Linked DNA regions of Mus musculus: regions 1, 3 and 4 are each linked to region 2. Evidence: chromatin contacts called from public ChIA-PET and promoter capture Hi-C data. All regions are on one chromosome and are shown on one strand. Each heading gives the region's core, a stretch centred on a gene start, on an enhancer-like site or on the middle of the called end of the contact. The rest is flanking DNA. Distances are from core to core; before and after follow the strand shown. Region 1 holds the start of Slc35e2 (solute carrier family 35, member E2). Region 2 holds the start of Tnfrsf14 (tumor necrosis factor receptor superfamily, member 14 (herpesvirus entry mediator)). Region 3 holds the start of Ssu72 (Ssu72 RNA polymerase II CTD phosphatase homolog (yeast)). Region 4 holds the start of Aurkaip1 (aurora kinase A interacting protein 1).

Evidence for each region. Promoter capture Hi-C pulls out the DNA fragments that hold promoters and counts their contacts. ChIA-PET counts read pairs in DNA pulled down with a chosen protein or histone mark.
Region 1: a promoter capture Hi-C map of pre-B cells shows a contact between it and region 2, with 4 times the contacts expected there. The contact joins the promoter of Slc35e2 here to the promoter of Tnfrsf14 in region 2. A contact is called at or near these places in 2 of 39 promoter capture datasets (the HPC-7 cell line and pre-B cells), 1 of 484 Hi-C or Micro-C datasets (B cells) and 1 of 115 datasets of contacts at active chromatin or transcription factors (memory CD8 T cells).
Region 3: an RNA polymerase II ChIA-PET map of memory CD8 T cells shows a contact between it and region 2, with 6 read pairs. The contact joins the promoter of Ssu72 here to the promoter of Tnfrsf14 in region 2.
Region 4: a contact with region 2 is called in an RNA polymerase II ChIA-PET map of memory CD8 T cells, with 9 read pairs. The contact joins the promoter of Aurkaip1 here to the promoter of Tnfrsf14 in region 2. A contact is called at or near these places in 1 of 39 promoter capture datasets (erythroid cells) and 1 of 115 datasets of contacts at active chromatin or transcription factors (memory CD8 T cells).

The regions. Positions count from the first base shown.
Region 1 is chr4:155,599,771-155,602,995 of GRCm38.p6, reverse strand. Slc35e2 (solute carrier family 35, member E2) reads right to left here and starts at 1,580. Exons shown (of 9, transcript NM_177186.4): 1 at 1,258-1,580.
Region 2 is chr4:154,926,287-154,929,329 of GRCm38.p6, reverse strand. Tnfrsf14 (tumor necrosis factor receptor superfamily, member 14 (herpesvirus entry mediator)) reads left to right here and starts at 1,253. Exons shown (of 8, transcript NM_178931.2): 1 at 1,253-1,352; 2 at 2,083-2,191; 3 at 2,606-2,731. The coding sequence starts at 1,284.
Region 3 is chr4:155,702,745-155,706,071 of GRCm38.p6, reverse strand. Ssu72 (Ssu72 RNA polymerase II CTD phosphatase homolog (yeast)) reads right to left here and starts at 1,257. Exons shown (of 5, transcript NM_026899.3): 1 at 611-1,257. The coding sequence starts at 690.
Region 4 is chr4:155,829,634-155,832,959 of GRCm38.p6, reverse strand. Aurkaip1 (aurora kinase A interacting protein 1) reads right to left here and starts at 1,691. Exons shown (of 4, transcript NM_025338.4): 1 at 1,225-1,691; 2 at 890-977; 3 at 163-608; 4 at 1-69. The coding sequence starts at 944.

The DNA.
Region 1 (3,225 bases), core at 331-2,830, 670 kb before region 2:
TGTGGCTTTATGATAGTGTTTATCACTTCTGAAGAATGGATCTTTTCAGGATCACTGGTGTGGTGTGCTCAGATTAAGACATAAACAGTTGGGGACATCCACATTACCAGCCACAGGATCTCCATCTTGTGGACAGGTCCTTCATGTTGTTCTGTCTCTCCATCTTCTGCACTGGAAATGAATCACTTTAATATAAAAGCCTTCCTATCTCTTCACTTAATGGGCCTTCTTTTGCTATTTAAAATTCTCTCGGTGTGCTTTCAAATGTGCTCTGCAACCAGGGATACTTGTAGTACAGTCCCATAATTGCGGTACTGAGAGGATGAGGCAGGAGGGTCACAAGTTTAAGGCCAGACTGGGCTACCCTGTAAAGATCCTGTCTTAAAAGAAAAAAGAAAAAGAAAAAAAAGCACAAAAAATTATTTTCCAGTTTTTTTTAATAGAGTACATTCATCCCATGAGCGGGCGACTAGACAAACACTGAACAAGGGCCCCCCCACCCCCACCCCCAGTCTGCAGTTTTACTTTTTGTTTTATTTTGCATTTCAAGGGTTCAAAACATCAATGCTGCAAAGAGCCTGTTTCATGCCTGAAAAGTACCGGTTGGAGAAAAACCGCTGGCAGGCTAAAATAAAGTTGAGGCTTGGGACCTGGCTGAGTCGCCCATTCCACGGCACAAAATAAGACGTTTGGGGAGGCAAAATCAGTACACGCCGACAGATGACAGGGTGCCTGCACCTGTCATTGGGTATCGCTTCCTTTCCGGCGCCTGCTGCAGTCACAGCCCGCCCGCGATCCCCCCGCCCCGGTGCCCATCACTGTCCCCACCCTACCTGTGCGTCCAGCCCGGCGAAGCCCGCCACCTGCGCGCCCGGTGCCAACCCGGGCTGACTCCAGGACGGGATGCCCCCGGCCCCCGATGGGGTTCAGTTCTGGGGCTGCCACTGGAGTTTATGCAGAGCCTCAGCCCACGCCCACGGAAGATGCAGCCCGCGCCCGCCTCGGGGCCGAGCAGCTTTAGGCAGAGCGGTCCAGAGTCAAGGGCGAGAGCCGCGAGCCCTCCCACAGCCCTCCTAAGGGTTTAGATTTGGGACACACACACGGGTGGGCGGGGAGAGAGCCGGACGTGACGCACCGGAAGCTGTTACGGGGGGGGGGGGAAGGACACACTCCACACAGGCACACAATGGCACCTTCCAGAACGTTCCACCGCGGCCCACCACGGGGAGCCAGGACACCCTCACGGCGCGTTCGCACCTTCCGTAGCGGCCCACCGCAAACCACGGGGCGGGCGACGATGCGGGGCCACAGCACCGCCTTGCGGCCTCCTGTGGGCGCCTCCGGAGCGTCCCACCTCTGCGGGGTCCGCCATGCTGGGCCAGCGTGCAGGTGTCGCTCCTCTGGCCTGTGGTACATTCCGGAACGTTCCACCGAGACCAAGGTGAAGGAGCCAATCCTCTGAGGCCGCGAAGGTGCCGCCCTCTAGGTCAGACCCAGGGGCTTGATTTCAAGGATCCTAAAATCTGACCAGAAAGTCACAAGACGAGAAGCGCTCAGTGGCGAACGTGCGAGGAACCCCCGTGCTCTCCGAGTCTTGGACGCTGCCGGGATGGGGGCGGGGTCAGCACCATGGGGGCGGGGCCAGCAGCATAGCGACGGGGCGCTCATTGGTCGAGCCTCAGAGGCCCCGCCTTCCTGCAGGACGCTTGCTCTGTCGCCTGATCTCCCCAAGTAGCCGCCGGCTGTGAGATGCTTCCTGGCCCCTTTTATCCCTGAAGGTCATTTTGTGGAGAGGTTTGAGGTTGTGCCTTGCCTCAGCTCTGCTTTTGGTGAAACCTTCCTTTGTTTTTTTCTTGGTTGTTTGAAAACTAGTAAGGTTTCTCCTTCAGATCTCGCACAGTGAGTTGGAGCTTCTTAAACCTTTTCCACTAGAAAACCCTTTCCATATGCAAATCAAACGTTTACTGATAATCAACCTTAAGTCTATCTTAAAACAATTCTTTGCCCGGTGCCGGAGACCAGCCTGGTCCACTTAGTGAGTTCCTGGACAACCAGGTCTATGTAGAGAGACCCTGTCTCAGCAAACAAAAAACAAGTCTTTAGAACACAATGGCACAGTGCAGTTTTACCACTTAAAAGCAAAGGCAAACTGGCTTACGAATGAGAAGATGTGCTTTTTAAATTTTCGCACAGATCATTAAATCTTGACTGAATATCCCATACCACTGGACATAGAGTATCTTCAGCATTTTTCAGAGTTGATGTTTTGATTTTATCAAAACCAAAGTGTGTTTGATTTTGTTGAATTGACGTATGTTTTAGAACCGTATCAGTTGGAAATTCTGTCCTAACCACAAGCCAAGTTTTAACGATTTTTAAAAATGAAACTCAACTCAGAAACTTACGCAAGAATTTTGTTGTTGTTGGGTTCTTTCCTTTGTTTGTTTTTGTCTTTTAAGATAGTGTCTCACTGAGCCGGCATGGTGGCACACACCTTTAATCCCAGCACTCAGGAGGCAGAGGCAGGGGAATTTCTGAGTTCGAGGCCAGCCTGGTCTACAAAGTGAGTTCTAGGACAGCCAGAGCTACACAGAGAAACCCTGTCTCGAAAAAAAAAAAAAAAAAAAAAAAGATAGTGTCTCACTATGTACCCCTGTCTGGCCTGGAACTCACTGTGTACATCAGGCTAGTCTTGAACTCACAGAAATAGACATCTCTGCCTCTCACACTCTGGAATTATGCGCACCTATGTAAGCATTTTTTAATTGAGTTGTTTTATTTGGTCATTGTTGTTTTGTATTTGTTTTGTTTTGAGACAGGGCTGGTGTATCCCTGGCTGGCTTCGGATTTGATGTACAGCCAGGGCTGACCCTGACCTTGCTCTTACCCCACAGTGCTCAGATGACAAGCATGTGTTACTATGCCTGGTTCAACTAGTAATTTTTTTAAATTTAATTATTTATTATGTGTAAGTACACTGTAGCTGTCTTCAGACACCCCAGAAGAGGGCATCAGATCTCATTTTGGATGGGTGTGAACTACCATGTGGTTGCTGGGATTTGAACTCGGTACCTTCAGAATAGCAGTCAGTGCTCTTAACCACTGAGTCATCTCTCCAGCCCTCAACTAGTAATTTTTAAAGTGATCCTGACAATACAATCCTAAAACCTACTAATAAGCAGTAGGAAAATATCAAGAGTCCTTGCTTTCTATAATTAAAACATT
Region 2 (3,043 bases), core at 4-2,503:
GGGTTGAGAGACGCACAGTAGCCCTGGTCAAAGAATCTTGGAGGAGCTTCATGTTCTGTGCGCCTTTGGGGTTCCTTATTTCTCTTTGGAGCCTCGTGACCAAGCCAGCTCAGCCAGTCAACAGGGTCTCAAGGGAGGGAGTGAGTATTGAAAAAGAAAACAGACAACACTATAACCTGACTCCAGCCCGTACCGCGGCTGAAGCAGCTGTTTCTCTCCCGCCTGCTTTTATATCATTCTAGGTTTATGCAACAAAACAAAACAAAAACAAACAAACAAAACCCATGGTCAGTTCTTAGATCAAAGACAAAGCAACCAAGTAAACAAGTAGTAAACAAGGAGACCACACAAGAGAGTGACCAAGGATGTGACAAGTAGTAAGCGCAAGGATGACACAAGGCTAACGTTAAGTGGTCAGCAAAGCAGTAAACAAAGCCCCGTGGTCATTGTTTCTGACATGCCGACTTCTTTGTCTGAGCCCAGTGACAGATGCCAGATTCCTAGAAGCACCAAAAGCTCTCAACAGCCTAGGTCTGTAGTAGGCCCCCACCCCATGACCTCAGCCAGTCTGTGGGCTGAGGAAGCCCAGCATACTACCCTGTAGTCCTACTCAAAGCCCCCATCCTCATCTGCAAAAGGAAAATTAGTCTGCTCCGCCTAGTCCCGCTCAGGGGCCAGTTAGAGAAGCCCATAGCCTGCTCAAAGATGATAAGAAACCCTGCTTCACCCTTAGAAGATAAAGAAGGCTGGCTCCTGTTCCTAGCGCCGAATGTGCTCAGAAGCGTATAGGCTGAAGAAGCGGGCAGTGATAAATTGGTAATGGGGATAACCCTGACGTGGTGTCTGGGAAGTGACTGGAAGCTTAAAGGGGGAGGGTCCGGTGAGAGGGGTGAGTTGGGAGGTAGGTCAAAAGATCAAGTTCCCAGTTCCCTGAGGCTGAGAGGTTCCTATTTCAGTTTGTCTGTCAGAAAATTCAAGGTAAGCACCGAGGTGTTTGTAGTGACCTGGGAGACAGACATACTTCCAGAGGGTATATATACAGGCTGGGAAAACTTGCTAGTGTCCCTGTATGGAGTCTGAAGCTGAGGCTCTGTTTGGACTTTAGGGCCCTCCCAGCACCACGCCCCGTGTGTACTTAATGTGCTCCATCTGCCTCTAACAGACTTCAGTCAGAGAGACTATTTTTTCTTTCATTTTCACTTTTCCTTGCCAAGGCTCATGAGAGTGTGTGAGGAGGTTCAGAGCCCATGGGGCTCTTGGCCTGAAGTTTCTTGATCAAGAAAATGGAACCTCTCCCAGGATGGGGGTCGGCACCCTGGAGCCAGGCCCCTACAGACAACACCTTCAGGCTGGTGAGTTCCCGAGCCCTTTACAGCCTCCAAGCTCCTTCCGGCCCAACTCCAGCCACAGCCCACCCCAGACATTTCCTGTCCCTTAGCTCTGTCTGGGCAGCTAGCTCACGGGGCTTTATGCTGCTTGGATCTGCAAATCTCTGGAGATAATTGATAACAACCTCAGGTTGGGAGGCTACAGGAAGGCAGGCCTCTGCCCCTCCACTCCCGGGCCTCCACTCACAGACACCTACTATGGCTCTCTTTAAAGGGCAGGAGGTGGTGCTATGAGCATAGTAGCCCTTGGCAGAACCCTGGCTGTCTCTGGACAGGCCCTGTAGCAAGAGGCCAACCATAGGTATCTCTGTCCCTGAGGATAAGCACCCTCACAGAGTGGAGACAGAGATCAGGGCAGGCTAGCAGGAGCCAGACAGAGTGTCTATCCTGTTTGCTCAAGTAGGATATACTAACCATCAGTCAGCTGTCCCTAGGATTCTGAAGAGCCTGTTCCCAGCCCCAGCTGACCCTGCTGCCTCTCAGGTCTTACACTGTCAGGCAATGAAGGCAGAAGGTAGGTTAAGCAGGCCTGGGCCCGAGCCCCTCCTACAGAGACACTGAAGTTGTGCTGTTTCCTCACTTCAAGAAGCAGAGCATGCACTGAGGGCCTGGACCAGCCTGGTGGGGGGGTTGGGGAGGGAGAGCCATAGCGATGGAGGTAGTCCTCTCCTCCAGCACTCATCTCCTCTCCCAGGTGCCTTGTGTCTTCCTTTTGAACTTGCTGCAGCGCATCTCTGCCCAGCCCTCATGCAGACAGGAGGAGTTCCTTGTGGGAGACGAGTGCTGCCCCATGTGCAACCCAGGTGGGAGTTCCCAGGAGGAAGTGCTGTGCCAGGGAGGAACTCCTGTCCTGAGCCTCTGGGCCTCTGGGTCCTCAGTCCAACGGCTGTACAGTGTTCAGTTCAGGGATAGTCCTCGGTGTCTGGAACCTTTGAAGTTCACTGCCTGGGGTGGGCCCGGGGGGTAGGGCAGGCTTTATAACCAGAGACTGAGACTGAAAGTGGGCTGGGGTCAGAGCCAGTTCTAAGGGATTTAGGAAGCCCCATCTCTGTGTTTCTGAATTGTTCATAGAGGGCAGACAGAAGGCCAACAAGTCCTGTGGGGCTTTAGTTGTGGTTGGTGCCATACTTGCTAGACCCATGTGAGGGTACAGGGAAGGGAAGGTTTCTGTGGATTAACCCCCAACCCTGCTGAGGAACTGTGGGTCCTGGCTGCAGGTTACCATGTGAAGCAGGTCTGCAGTGAGCATACAGGCACAGTGTGTGCCCCCTGTCCCCCACAGACATATACCGCCCATGCAAATGGCCTGAGCAAGTGTCTGCCCTGCGGAGTCTGTGATCCAGGTAGGAGCACCTGAGGAGGTGGAGGTGGGGTCTGCTGGAGCACTTAGGCTCAGGCATTGGTTCTAGAAGAGGGCAACTCATGGAGGGAACCGCAGCCTGACCTTCCTGCTATTGTGGGCAGGTTCTCAGGGTGTGTCTCCCCTCCCCCCCCCCATCCCCATCACTGAGATTCTATTGCCTGCTTCTTTTTCTCCCTGTCTATCTGGTTCATGTGGGTAATGAGAGGTTCTTTCCTGCTTCAGTTTCCCTGCCCGTGAAGGAACTCTTACATGCGTTGGGACATCACTGGGGATCAATGTGGCCATTATATAT
Region 3 (3,327 bases), core at 8-2,507, 780 kb before region 2:
CTCATTTTGTCAAGAGATTTTTTTTTTTAAGATAAAATACTATCAAAGATGAATGCCCTACTAGAAACTGGTGAATTCGTGAAGAAATATGAGGAGGTCCCACTGAACCAAATGAATTCGTGTGCTCCAGAAATTACTGACTAAAGTTATGGGGCTGAGAGGGGTGGTGGCTGGTGCATGAGACTTGCAAACGAAGACAGCAATAAACAGTCCCTGACGTTAACACCTCAGATCACTGTTGTTGCTTCCAGACTCGTTCCATCTTGATGTGACGTGTGGAGAGCTTTCCAAGGTGGCCGGACGACACATATACGGGAAAGATAAACACCAGGCACCCTTCGCAGCACGGAAAGACCTTGGCCTACCCCGTGATACTGCCCGGTCGTCCAGCACCCAGAGGGCCCCAGCTGTCGTGTGGCCACCTCTAGGGTTTACGGGGATGCCTACACTACCGAGGGTGTCGCGCGCACGGACCCCACTGAGGGCTCGCTGAGCGTGGAAGCCGGGCGTGGCCCGACCTCCGCGGCCCAGTCAGTACAGGGTCGGGGTCTGGACAAGAATCTGTGGGAAAGAGGAGGGAGGGGCGGAGGGCAGGTGGAGCTTGCACTACCTGAGGATGTTGTGTGCTTCCATGCTCCGATTCTGGTTACTCGAGCACACCACCGCCACCCGCAGCGGCGATGACGGCATGGCACCGACCGAACTACCCACTGCTCTCGCTACGGAGCTCCCACCTAGAAGCCGGCTTCCGCGCGAGGAAGATGGCGGTAACCGGAAATCTGCGACACGGAAGTGAACGCAACGCAACGCAACGCAACGCGTGGGGAGGCCGACGGTGCTCTCCTGGGCTCGTACTGCAGCCGGCGCGGGAGGGCGACCGGCCGACGCCGAATCAGCCTGAGAGCAGCCGAGGCCGGCGGTCGTGGACCACCTTCGCCGGCGCGTGACGTCACAGGACCTGCGCCGGCAACTGGAGCGGTGTGAGCCGCGCCTGCGTCCTAATGTACCGTCGCCTCGGATGACGCGCTAGGCGCGGCGCTTGCGCAATACTGAAAACTTCAGTGGGACGGGCGTTGGGGCGGGTCCGGGGAGTCTCAAGTCCTTTCCGCGGCTTCTCTTGGTGTGGTTGGGACGTTTTTCATTCCGGTTTCCTCCAGGTGGTCACTCTGCCAATTTCATAGATGCACTGGGCTCCAGCACTTGGTTTGTGCCCTATCTCTATCACGAGTACCTTCCTCAGAGTCACTGGACTTCTAGAAGCACGTCACTTCCTCTGTGAGCCCGTTGCAGCTTAACATGTAAACGATATGAAAAATATGGGTGAGGTAGCGGGCTCTTCAAGTTCGGCCAATCGGAAAACTGGCAGGAAAAATCGCTTCTCTGTTGGAAGCCAGTTTAGGTTGCCTATTGAGAGCTCGATCTCAAGTGAGAGGGGGAGAGAGAAATAGAGTTGCTGCTGGGCGTGGTGCCTCACACTTTTCTTTAATCCTAGAACTCGGTAATCAGGTCGACTTACAGCCGGCCTACCTGCCTGGTGACCTGTCCCCTCTAGCTCGAATGGAATGGTCAAGAAGTGAAGGGGATTAGATAAGTTGTTTGGAGATTCTGAGAACTCCTTTAAAGTTGGAGCAGTATGAGATTGTCAGGGACAAGAAGGTAGATAATGTGTAGTAAGTATAACAAAAGCTGTGTTTTGCCGGGCGGTGGTGGCGCACGCCTTTAATCCCAGCACTTGGGAGGCAGAGACAGGCAAATTTCTGAGTTCGAGGACAGCCTGGTCTACAGAGTGAGTTCCAGGACAGCCAGGGCTACACAGAGAAACCCTGTCTCAAAAAAAAAGCCGTAGATTCAGTAATCTACCCTTTATTCCTATTATTCCTGTATCTTCCTCTTTTCTTTTTCATCCCTTCTCCCTCCTTTATAAAAGTATATTTTATTCGCTTATAGTAATTGTCTCAAAGACTACCTCTACCTGTTTGCCTAGGCCTAGAATCTTCTAGCCTCCATGCAACCTTTTTTTCTTTTAAAGTTTATTTATATATATGAGTACACTATGGCTGTCTTCAGTCACACCAGAAGACGGCATGGGATTCCATTACAGATGATCGTGAGTCACCATTTGGTTGCTGGGAATTAAACTCAGGACCTTTGGGAAAGCAGTCCGTGCTCTTAACTACTGAGCCATCTCTCCAGTCCTATTTTGAAACTAAATTTCCCACTATGAACCTCCTCATTGCTATTGAAGTCTGCCATCATTGTTCCTTGTGTTAATGAGGAGGAGAGTATTGAGAACCTGTTGCGAGTAAGCCCACAGAGACCATCACGTGGACACTCTGAAAGCCAAAAGGAAAGTCTTTATTTTTGCCTGCTAGCTGCACAGAGAACTTGCCCAAATCATGTAACCTTGAGCCTTGCAGCTCTTTGACTTTATGTACAAAGACCATCTTGATTGGCATGCTTCAGTTAGCGAGAAGCAGAACTGTGGAAGTCAAAAAGCAAGATTAGAACATTGAGGAAGTTTTTACTTGGGGACTTATGGACTATGTTTCTATTTAGTCAGGTGTTGAGGCCTATGTGCTGGGCTTTTTCTTTGTTTGGTTTGTTTTGAAGATTTATTTTGTGTGAGAACACTAGCTGTTGAGGCCTATGTGCTGGGTGGTTTTGTTTCTTTAAAGATTTATTTATTTTATGTGAGTACACTGTTGCTCTCTTCACACACACCAGAAGAGGGCATCAGATCCCATTAAAGATGGTTGTGAAATATGGTTGTTGGGAATTGAACTCAGGAGCTCTGGAAGAACAGTCAGTGCTATTTATTTATTTCATGTATATGAGTATACCAATGCTCTCTTCAGACACACCAGAAGAGGGCATCAGACCCCATTACAGATGGTTGTGAGCCACCATGTGGTTGGTGGGATTTGAACCCAGGACCTCTGGAAGAGCAGTCAGTGCTCTTAACCGCTAAGCCATCTCTCCAGCCCATGTGCTGGGTTTTAAGTGCAGAATGGTGTCTCTAACATAGCATCAGTTGTGCTAAAGTCTGGGGACCTGTTACAAACGAGGTGCCAGAATCCTTAGGTCCTCTGATATGTTCAAGGGAACAGTATTAAGCAGCACGTGTGTGTTTTTGAGGAACCAGTGAGGACATTTCCCCCACTTTTATCATACTTACTATTATAAAATTCTGTGGCCAGGAGTGACAGTGAGTACCTTTGTTTTATGTTCTCTTATCCTGGGTTTGCTTAGTTGGCTTTTTGTTTTGTCTTTGGTGTTTTTGAGACAGGCTCTTACTAAGTAGCTCTGTCTTGGAAATCCCTATGTAGA
Region 4 (3,326 bases), core at 442-2,941, 900 kb before region 2:
CCAGTTCTCAGGGGCTTCCTTCAGGCCTGCCTTAAGCCAGATGCGCTTCAAGTCTTTCTCAAATTTGATCTGCAAGGGCAGAGGAGACAACCAACTTATTATAACGAGCAAAGCCTCTTTTAACCACTGTCAGTCTAGGTCCAAGGGAGTGCCCATATTCACCTGCTTCTTCTTCAAACGTCCTTCCCGGACCTTGCGACGTAGAAACCGGGTCCTTTTGACCAGTTTACGGTACTTGTGGTGGTTCATCTTTCGCCTTCGGATCTTCAGCACGTTTTTGCACTGCACTGGAGTGGCATCCCAGGCTTCCCTGACTCCCTGCTGGGCTTCCTCCTCCCCCTGCCTAGGTGGACATTCGTAGAACTGGGAGGGAGCCAGAGTCACTGGGACCTCGACATTCCGTCTGGGCAATAAGTATTGAGCAGTCAGCCAGCTCTCTAGAGGACTGATGGCCATCTTCCTGGGGACCAGGAACTCCTCAAGCTCTGACTGGGTCCTCTTACCAGGGAGGGAGGCAGCCCGACTTGGGCTTGCAGGCTGCAAACTGTAAAGGGGTCGAAAAGCATAGCTGCCAATCACCCCGGAGCCAGGGCAGGAACGACTGAAACCTGGGGAAACAACACAGTTGCTACTAGTGCCATCACAGCAGATCAGAACACCACTACTACCCAGGCTAGGGCAACATGTAGACCCAAATGGTAAGGCCTGCCCCTTATCCTTCCGTCTGGAGTTGTGATGTGCTCCTACATACTACATGCAAGCTCGCAGGAAAAGGTTTGTGCCCAGGCTCTTATTCCCAGTAGCGACAGGAGACTACTGAAGGCGAGCTGGGCCGCGATGATTCCCATCCCCAAGTCAGGTGTGGATTCCGCGTCCAGGGGCGTCTTACCTGCCCAGGGAACAACAGTCCTGGCCAGCCGTGAAGTCAGGCGCGCCAGGAACATGGTGAGCAGTTGGTCCGGCGGCAGCGCTCAAAGCTAGAACACAGGAACCAGCTGAGGTCACGCAGCGGCGACGGGCAGTGCTCTCGGCCGCAGGCCTCGCATATCCCATCACCCTGGGTCCCCCTGACCCGCGATAAGGAGACATCTTCAAAAGTCGCTCTGAGCGCAAATCCTGTCCCTACTTCTCTCCACCAGCGTGGTCGCTGTAAGCCGCCCACCCACGGTTCCCGCTCAGGCAGCGAAACCCACAGCGCAGGACGATATCGACGCTCGCACGCACCAAACAGACGCAGGCCAAGCGAGCTCCGCCGCCGCTCATCATCTGAGCCCCGCAACAGGCCCACCGAATCCCGGAAGTTAGGACCGATCAGGTCGCCTCTGACCTCGACCACTTCCGGTCCCTGGTCCTACGCAGCGCCCTCTGGTGCCCGGCTCTGCGCTAACTCGATCCTTGCGTGCCCGAAGGCGATCGCTTCCGGTTGGAGGGGACGCTTCCCCTGCCGCTGTTGTCCAGCAGCAACAACGTTCCGGGTAAAAAGTGCCCACACCCGACACCCACCACAATCCCGGAGAGTGCTCTCTGCGTGCACGCGGACTTTACAGTATATATATATATATTTTTTTCCTTTCGTCTCTCCCAAGCCGGTTAGCCTCCGGGTACCGCCATGGACCGTAGGACTGCGGAAGTGACAAGTGGCGCTCCTCCTGTTAGGGCGGCAGGTCGTTTAATAGTCCTGTGGGATAGGCTGGCTGCAGAATGGGGCGCTCTGCTTCTTGAGGCCTCAGAAACTCCGCCCTGTTCCTGCTCCGCGGTCCTACCCTGCCGCTAATCTCAAGTGAAAAAAGTCCTAATTTCTTTAGTGTGCCCTGAGGAAAAAAAAATTTTTTTTAAAGATTTATTTATTTTTTATTATATATAAGTACACTGTAGCTGTCTTCAGACACTCCAGAAGAGGGAGTCAGATCTCATTACGGATGGTTGTGAGCCACCATGTGGTTGCTGGGATTTGAACTTCGGACCTTCGGAAGAGCAGTCGGGTGCTCTTACCCACTGAGCCATCTCACCAGCCCCCTGAGGAAAAATTTAAATATCCTCACACACACGTTAATTTTTATCCCAAAACTTAAAAGCAGCTTCTTCAGAATACGGCTGCTGCTTTCCTTGGCAAGAGCCTAGCAATCCACTGCACCTCAGTGTGGACCAGAAAGTCCTGCTGGCTCCGATGGACAGGGGTGCAAGACTAGGGTTCTCCTTCATTTGAGAAACTACGTATGCCTCGCATGAGGGATTTCTGTGGATTCTTAACACAAAGTGGCCAAATATCTCATTCTCAGGCATTAACCTAGCTAAAGTTACATAAACCAATAAGAGGGCAGAAATTGCAGGCTGTCGTCCCAGCTGTGTAACTGAGGTCACAAAGTGATGTTGCGTGTACCCTACCTTCGAGAGGGGATGCTGGAGATATTTGTCTTTTCTAATGATGTTTCGAGAGGGGAGGCACAATGTGCACCTGCATATGCCACAGCACACATGGAGTCATTTCTCTTCTTCCACATTTAAGGAAGTGAATTCCAGGGATCTCATTCAAGTTGTCGGGTTTATGTGGCAAGCACTTAACCACTGCGCTAGCCCAAACAGGAAGGTTTATGCATTTTAGTCTGTCTTTAGTTCAGACTCTCACCCTGGGTTTAGCCACAAAAGGCAAATGGAGTCTCTAGATTCCAGCCCTCACCTTGGTGCTCCCAGTCCTCAACATGGCCAGCTTTTATTTGATGTGTTTCTCCTTGGATTGCATAACTAAAGGTTCAAGGAGATGAATAAAAGTAAATAAATCCATCAGAGAAATGGTCATGTTCACAACAACCCGTATCGGGACAGGTCTTTGTAGAGTCAGGGACAATAAGAGAAAGGGCAAGTGGAAACAAGTTTTGGAAAGAGACCAAGCAAAGCATCCTCCTTACACAATCCCGGGAACTAGCAAGTTTCTAGTCTTCCAGGAGGTGAGTAAAGCCAACCTTGTTAAGATCCCTATACTTTCCTGGGTGGTGGTGGCCCACGCCTTTAATCCCAGCACTTGGGAAACAGAGTCAGATGGATCTCTTTTGAGTTGCAAGGCCAGCCTGGTCTACAGATTGAATTCTAGGACAGCCAGGGCTACACAGAGAAACCCTGTCTCAAAAAACCAAAAGACCCCCTGTATCTCAAACAGGCTCCAGGCCAAAACAGAACATGCCCAACCAGGGCAGGGTAGCTGCTTGGCCATGGTGGCAATAAAACACAGACACATAGCCATGACACCATGACATTGTATTGCTACTGTAAACTAACCTTGCCAAGGCAGATCTGGAATTGCAAAGGTTAATCCTTCATAAAAACCTAAG